3 separate regions of the Mus musculus genome follow, and all the other regions are linked to region 3. Evidence: chromatin contacts called from public promoter capture Hi-C data. All regions are on one chromosome and are shown on one strand. The core of a region is the stretch at or near the end of the contact, and the rest is flanking DNA. Distances in the headings are between cores, read along the strand shown. Region 1 holds the start of Birc2 (baculoviral IAP repeat-containing 2). Region 2 holds the start of Tmem123 (transmembrane protein 123). Region 3 holds the start of Casp1 (caspase 1).

What was found. Promoter capture Hi-C pulls out the DNA fragments that hold promoters and counts their contacts. Capture Hi-C pulls out chosen DNA fragments and counts their contacts.
Region 1: a contact with region 3 is called in a promoter capture Hi-C map of pre-B cells, with 6 times the contacts expected there. The contact joins the promoter of Birc2 here to the promoter of Casp1 in region 3. A contact is called at or near these places in 1 of 39 promoter capture datasets (pre-B cells) and 1 of 115 datasets of contacts at active chromatin or transcription factors (large pre-B cells).
Region 2: a contact with region 3 is called in a promoter capture Hi-C map of liver, with 4 times the contacts expected there. The contact joins the promoter of Tmem123 here to the promoter of Casp1 in region 3.

The regions. Positions count from the first base shown.
Region 1 is chr9:7,835,799-7,838,498 of GRCm38.p6, forward strand. It overlaps Birc2 (baculoviral IAP repeat-containing 2), which reads right to left and starts at 1,259. Exons shown (of 8, transcript NM_007465.3): 1 at 1,192-1,259.
Region 2 is chr9:7,762,631-7,765,330 of GRCm38.p6, forward strand. Tmem123 (transmembrane protein 123) reads left to right here and starts at 1,447. Exons shown (of 5, transcript NM_133739.2): 1 at 1,447-1,682. The coding sequence starts at 1,592.
Region 3 is chr9:5,297,173-5,299,872 of GRCm38.p6, forward strand. It overlaps Casp1 (caspase 1), which reads left to right and starts at 1,345. Exons shown (of 10, transcript NM_009807.2): 1 at 1,345-1,551; 2 at 2,108-2,374; 3 at 2,631-2,693. The coding sequence starts at 1,545.

The sequences.
Region 1 (2,700 bases), core at 9-2,508, 2.5 Mb after region 3:
CAAGCTGGTTTTAAAACTTTTTGGAATTCTCTTGCTTCAGCCTTCCAAGTGCTAGGACCACACTACCACCAGGCTCTTTTCGTTTTCTGATTTAAAGATATTTTGATATGCACTTCACTGGAGACAAAAGGCACCATAAATAGTGGAAAGGTAGTCTGTAAGGCTACTGATATAGCTCCATGTTAGAGCACTTGCCTTGCAGGTAAAGAACCCTAAGTTTAATCACAAGAAAAAAATTATATATACTTTTATATTCTATTAAAACATTTAATTGAAATATATAATACAGATATAAGTACATATAAAATATATTTATACACATAAACATATGTTAAGTTATAATACAATATAAAATAAATAATATATACGATATTTTCTATTATATTAAAATATAAATATTTCCTGAGGATTCCCGAGGTATACTTGCAATTTTAATCTCAACACTTGGAAGACAGATGCGGAATGAAACGCTCCTGCCGGACAGAACATTTGAACTAGCCAGGGCTAAATTAGCCAAGATAAAGGCACCGGGAAGAGCTCATAAACGGAATCCGTGAAGGACAACCATTCCCTAACCACCACAGGTAACATCTCAAAACCAAAAAAGTACAAGTGCCGGTAAAGCAGTGGCCTGAACAAAGCTACCACTACCCGTGTGGCCTAACTACACTAGCTGTTACAACGCCAGCAAGCACCCAACCGACACGGCTCTACGCCCACTGCAGGGGGGCGACACGTAGCTTGGAGAGACAAGAATGGAGAACACCTTTCCCAGTTAAACCAAACCTCTCACACGACTACTGGGGACAAGTAGTAACTGATGTGACAACCGTCATCCCCCTGCCGCACAACTTAGTTTAAAGGCATTAAATGCCGCGGGCTTAAAGCTTAAAAACCTGCAGAAAATCTGAAGAGACAGCCGAGGTGCTGCACACCAGTAATCCCAGCACCTAGAACGATTGGAGGCAGGAGGATTGCCGCAAATTCGAGACTAGCCTGGGTTGACTGAAAAAATAAACCGAAAGGAAAAGAAAGCAAAACTGTTATACAAGTCCAAGCCCAAGGACTTAGGCAGGGAGCGGGGGTCGGGCGGCCCTGAGAACTGCCTTCCGGGCCGAAGGAGGAGTCAGCTAGCCCGCCCAGCCGTCGAGAGCCACGCTCGCCCGTCCTGACGAAGGCAGCCGCACTCACCACCGAGTCAGGCCCCCGGCGCCCTGGAAGCAGAGGCGCCTGATTGTTGATCCGCAGCCTTCCCAAAAGCCCCTGCGGCCAGCGGGCCGTTGAGGTGACGTCAGCAGACGCGCACCGCAAGTTGGAACGCGTGGAGGACGGGGTGGGGCTGTGGGCCAGTCGCGCGCGCCTGCGCCTGCGCTCGCGCCTGCGTGCTCGGGCTTTGGAAGCTAAACGTTCGGGCCGCTGGGACTCGGACGAATAAGGCTAGGCTTTCCCGAGCGTCCGTCCTTGCCCCACTGCCTCCGCTGGGCGTTCCGGACTTTGATGCCATGTGTTTTAACCTGCAGTGCACCTTTAATGGCGGCAGCCCTGAGCCGCGCCTCCTAGCTCCCTGTATTTTCCGGCCTCACCCTGCAAGGGTCCTAGACAGGCACTAAGGCAAACGTGGCGTCATAGGTAAGGCGGCTCAGGCTCGTGAGCTGGCCTCGAAACGCCTGAGTAAAGCGGAATGCACGCGTGTGCGTGTACATTAAATATAATTTGGTTTTTTTGTAAGATGGGCTTTAACATTTTTGACAAGTGGGCTCCTCTGGCAGGCCGGCATGGTGGCGCTCACCTCGAATCCTAGAAATTCAAACCCAGTTGGGGCGAGGAGGTAGTTATGCATTTTTAAATTATTATTTTTTTTAAAAAGTGCTCTTGCAGGCGACCCAAATTAAGCGCATCAGGCCATAAATTTAAAAAGTAAGGAAAAGGCTGCGGACTAGTTTGGAGGAAGGCATTGAAGGGTTAACAGTATAATGGGAGAGAGTATGATTAAAGCGCACTATATATCTGTGATGAGATTGTAGAAGAATACGTTTAAAACTGGAAAAATAACCCTGACTTCATTGTTCACTAGCAGTCTGTCTCCCCACCCCCCACCCTCTGCTGCCTTTCCCGTACCGAAAGTGCTGCAAAATCATTAGCATTCAGGGTAGGACTTTCTGATGTCCCCACCCCCACCCCCGCGGCCCTGTTTGGCTTGGATGATTTGTTATGGTTAGTTTTGCAGTTTTTTTATTTGTTTGTTTAAGAAAGGATTTTATTGTAGGGCCCAGACTAGCCGAGGATTTAGCATCCTACCTCAGCCTCCAGTGTGCTGATTAGAAATGTAGGCTACTACCAGTGAGGTTTCTACAGTTTAATTTACTTTAGACTTGAAGGTCTTAACGAATGAATCAGATCTTCTCTCCGGGGGAATTCCATGTTAAATGGGCAAATATTTTAAAAACTTAGAAGTAAAACAGACCGCTAAATTAGGCTGCCAGGGGAATTCCGGGACCCTGAACCGTTTCCCATTTTCTTTCCCGTCATTTCTGCTGCAAGTCGGTCAGTCACAGAACAGGCAGTCTTCTGGTCTAAATGCTGATAATAAAAAGAAAGTATTCATGACAGTTTCTGATACACAGAAAAGACGTGCCAAGGTTCCCAGTGACTAAACTTCCAATGGTACACATGTGCCAATGCCTTGTTCAAGTCACTACT
Region 2 (2,700 bases), core at 197-2,696, 2.5 Mb after region 3:
CTTGGAACTCGCTATATAGCTCAGATTAGCCTTGAATTTTCAGCAATCCTCCTGCCTCTGTCTCCTAAGTACTGGAATTACAGTTTTTCGCTACTACACCAGCTAGGGAACTGTGTAAACATGTAAGGTTAGATTACATCAGTATTCTTGAAACATTTCTTCTTGGGAAGTCAAAGGTAATGCCAGCAACTGACCTGGTGTCTGTTGAAGGCCCCTGGTCTCAGGCCACTTTCATGAGGCACTTATTTCACTGTTGAGATCCCTGTTCTTCTAGCTCAGTCGCTTCTCCAATACCCCGCCTCTTTAAATCACCACACTGAGCACTGGGTTCCAAAAACTGGAGTCAGGGCAAGCATTCATTCTGAATACAGAATGATCCTTCCTAGTCCATGCCTGGAAGCACTTGGCTAGATTCTTCAGAAATAGAACCATCAAATCCTAAACACACAGCTGTTTTTTAAAGCCCGTGGTAGATGCTGGTATTTTCAGGTTGGCTGGTTGCAGTTTCATATGTCTTGTAAATGTAGAGAAAACGGGCCTAATTAATCCATGATCATCACACATCTATAACAAAGAAGCTTTGTGGAAGTCGAAAAGTATTTTTCATAACAAAGTTTTAGGCTTATCTTTGAAATGCCCTGGATCAGGTGTTAGAGAGCTGCAATACCCTGTGGAAGCTGTGTCCATCTTCCACGTTAGTTGAGTGATGTGTACTAGACACATAATTTTAGAATTCTGAGTGGAATCAAAATGCAGCATTGGCCCTAGGGCTTACGAGGGATTTTGCCAAAAAACTAGACTACAACAGGCTGTTTTTGAGTCGGGACAGCGAACTCTAGAAGACAGGGATCTAGGTTATAGGTGCTAAGTTTCCAACTGGTCTGCAAACTGCACCGCCCACTCTACATGTTTTTCCAGTTGTAGAAAAAAGGAGGCACAAGTGGAGTACCAAGATCATGACGGTTACTTTGAAACTTTTTTGAGTCTGACTTTCCTTCACTCCTCTGAGAGGCTGCAATCATCCAGTCTGTGACTCCCTCTCTTACTCCGCGCCGCAACCATGCCAATCCCACCCGAAAACTTCTAAATAAAGCCTGTCTTCAGGAAGTCCTGGTAGACGACTACCCCTTGAAAGTCAGAGATAGAGCCACAGCTGTCGTAGCACTTAGTCCGGACCACGCCACTCCCAAAACCACGACCTCATCCGCCTCCGAGAGCCCCGCCTCTTATCCGCTCCTCAGTACTGTTCAGAGAGCCACGCCCCTCCCGTCTGAGGCCTGTCCCCCTTGCCCCGCCTCTGTAAGCCACGCCCTCTCCCGGCTCTCCTCTTTTCTCAGAGCCACTCCCTCTCTTGGCCCTGCAGCTCTTCCCCGCCCTGCCTCCTGTGGGCCACGCCCCTCCTGACTTTGCCGACCACGCCCTGGCCCCGCCCCAGGCCGCCTGGCCTATCCCTATTTGGTCACTGGGGGGACTGGCGGCGGCGTCTGCAGGGGAGCGGTAAGGGCGGAAGGGGACGCGGAGCGGTCGCGTGCGCGGAGAGCAGCTCTGGGCGCCGGGCGGTTGCTGCGGGCGCTCAGGGGCCCTGGGAACAATGGCGCTGTGCGCGCGGGCCGCGCTGCTGCTGGGCGTGCTGCAGGTGCTGGCGCTGCTAGGGGCGGCGCAGGACCCGACCGACGCTCAGGGTAAGTTGGCAGGCGCAGAGGAAGCGCACTGCGGCGGCCTGCCTCTCCATGTTCGGCGTCCGCGTGGAAAGTTCCACGCGTCCACGGTAGACTCCCACCCCAACCTCATTTCCCTCTTCGCCCGCGGGCCACCTGCGGAGCGAGACTCCGTCTCTCCCCTGCTTGGGGACGGCAAGCCGGCGTGGTGTGCAGAACTTGCTGAGTTTCCCTGGGATGGCCCTTCAGCCGAAGACTCAAGTTGGTCCTCTTCACTGTAGTTCTGTGGCTGGTAGCAAGACCTGTAGATTGAAATTTGTTCGCTAACTGCCGCAAAAACAGGTCTGATTGTCTACCCACACAGCTTCCTGCTGAAGGTACTCCCAGAATTCAAGTTGGATTCCAGGGCCAGTTCGGCTGAGTGGGAACCTTGGGTGTACGCGCCTTGTTCCCCTGCGCAGATGAGGCTTGTGCTCGGACTGTAGTCACTACTGCTGCATACGCAGCAGCCTTGAGGTCCCTGTGGTCCAGAGCCTACGACGTCATCATTAAGGTCATAACAAGATGATGTTGACAGCCTTCTGTGTTGGGGATTTTGTTTCTCTTCGAAACCTTGACGTTTTGAACACTTTGAGAAGAACTCTGAGTTTGTGAAAATTCTATTGTCCCTTGTCATCTACTAGAGTCCAGTCGCTAGGGAAATAGTAAACTAGGATAAGAAACTTTAAATGACCAAAGTCTTTGTGATTTTCAGCTCAGTCATCTGTTGTGTTTTTCAGTCTCATCTATGAAGGGATAACCAGTGAGTTTACTTAAGCAGATGATTTAGGCCCAACACCTGCTTTGGCTGGAATAATCTGGGTGAATTAAACAACCCTATTTCTGTTGTGCTGAATTTCACTGTGTTTTGTAGAGTCAGGATCTCTTGTATCCATGAAGCCCTAACTGGCTTTGAACTCCCTATGTGGCTGAAGATAACCTTGAACTTCTGATATGCCTAACTCTACTTCGGGGATTACAGGGCTTCTTCACTTCGATTGGT
Region 3 (2,700 bases), core at 95-2,594:
TGAAGCTTCACTTCAATTGTTGCAGATATATATAACTCATAACAAAAAACAAAGCCAGTTGTTGAAAACCATTTCTTTCTTCTGTTAAGAATTTAAATTAAGCTTATATTTCTTGATTATGTATGTTACAGGAAACAAAATAAAGAAGCCAAGAGCCAGGTATCTAATCACAATGGTGAAGGAAAATTCCAGAAAAGAAGCTATGTCTGGATGTGAACAGAATTCTCCTGGAAGAAGGTTTTGTGTCTTCTGAGATGGACAGACAATTGGAATTGCTGTACTGTAGAAAGTTTGGAATTTTGTAGGTGCAGACGGTAACTACTACATCTTAGATTAGTATTAGCCTTCTAAAACAACCATTCCTTGGTCCACTCTGTATCTGAAGTAACACCTTGTGGTCATAAATTAAAACCTCTTAGAAGCTATTAACATAGAAGAACATGCAATTTAACCAATCAGAAAGCTAATACTGTCATTTTATGATTATAGGAAACCTTTCCCCCACATCAATGTATCTGCTTTTTAAGCTTGTTGATGCATTTTAAACTTGCCTTGACTTATACCTTTCTTTGTTCTCCAAAACTAGAAATACCTGATGAAAAGTTTTTCAAGTTGGATCTTGGAATTTGGGGTAACCTAAATCAGTGTTCTTGGGTATAGACTCCAGCAAAAAAAAAAAAAACAAAAAAAACAAAAAACAAAAAAAAAACCCAACAAAACTAATCTATTTATTACCTTTAAGGTAGAGCTATGGGTGTTTGTTGTTTGTTTGGTTGGCTGGTTGTTGGCTTTTTTTTTTTTTTTTTTTTTTTTTTTTTTTTTTTTTTGGACATAAGCATCTTGATGTATCCTTATCGACGATACTTATGCCCAGCAGGCTAATTATTCAAGGGCATCCCCTGCCAGGGAAGCAAGTAGTTTGACAGTAGATGCACACCTCTGCTTCTGGTCCTCCGAGTCCAATCCTGCTGTCTGTCTAACTCTGCAACGGAACAGGAGCAGTAACTTCAGCCTATCTCTACTGCCCTGCCTCATATGCTTTTTTCCACTACTCATTACCTAATTCCAGCCCCCAACTACAACAGGCACTCCTGCTAGCCCACAGACTTACAAGCCAGAAAACAGTATATTGACTACAGTTCTTCTCTTCTCTCTTTGTTCTCCCAGCTCTGATCCCAGAGTCTCAGGCCCAGCCCTGCAGCAGAAACACGTGTGGCAGCCTTCCCTGCCTACTTGTTCCTCTCCTGTGAATCCCACAGATTCTCTACCTTCTCTTCCTGGACTTGTTGTCACAGCTCCTTTCTTTCTTGATGACTAAGACTCACTCCCTTCCTTTCCTGAGCTCTTCCAAGTGTTGAAGAAGAATCATTTCCGCGGTTGAATCCTTTTCAGACTTGAGCATTTAAACCTAACTTTAATTAGGGAAAGAAACATGCGCACACAGCAATTGTGGTTATTTCTCAATCTGTATTCACGCCCTGTTGGAAAGGAACTAACAATATGCTTTCAGTTTCAGTAGCTCTGCGGTGTAGAAAAGAAACGCCATGGCTGGTGAGTTTTCTCTATTATTAAAAGAACTCGTTTGGACAATAAGTCATTTGGAAAGGGACTCGCTTTTCTGAAAGCCATCATTAGTTTCTGGAGTTATTTAGGTGAGCTGAATCTGGGCAAAGTGAAGACTATTTAGAAATCTGCACAGAAGATTCTTGACGTCTTAATCTCTGGCCAGGGTCAGAAAGGACCTTTACTTGTATCCTGCCATTGTTGCCATCGTTTTTTGCAATCTTAGCTAGTAAGAGTCCCTAGTTAGACAGAGGGAACTGAATGAGTGACAGAGATGGTGGCAGCAAAAGAAAATGGTTTATGCTTCTTGAGTTCTAACAGAAAGATATGTGCCTCATACTGTATGCTTTTGTGTAATGTTGAAGGACAAATGTGGAGCAGAGATAGGAAAAAATAAGAGAGAGAGAGAGAGAGAGAGAGCAGGGAAACGCTGTATGTGAAAGGGACATTTTGCTGATTCACTCTGAAAGACAGTATGCTTTCTTTACATGAAAGGAACACGCAACTGTTTTCTTGATTTGAGAATTCTTTGTGTCTTAAACAGACAAGATCCTGAGGGCAAAGAGGAAGCAATTTATCAACTCAGTGAGTATAGGGACAATAAATGGATTGTTGGATGAACTTTTAGAGAAGAGAGTGCTGAATCAGGAAGAAATGGATAAAATAAAACTTGCAAACATTACTGCTATGGACAAGGCACGGGACCTATGTGATCATGTCTCTAAAAAAGGGCCCCAGGCAAGCCAAATCTTTATCACTTACATTTGTAATGAAGACTGCTACCTGGCAGGAATTCTGGAGCTTCAATCAGGTAAGAGCCTGAATCTTAGACCAAGTTGAGAGTCTATATATTTGGATAACCAATGTCTAATTGATATATTTCTTATGTAGTTTAAAGACAACCACTCACCTTCAGCTCCAGACTCCCATTTTTGTGTCTGTGGCTCTGCTGTGTGTCTCATGACTATTCCTATTCCTTCTGCCTTGTCTCCTGTAGCACACATTGGCCTCAGTCTCACCAAGGATGACCTTGCTATGGTGAATTCATTTCTTTTGTCTCTCTTCAGCTCCATCAGCTGAAACATTTGTTGCTACAGAAGATTCTAAAGGAGGACATCCTTCATCCTCAGGTACCCA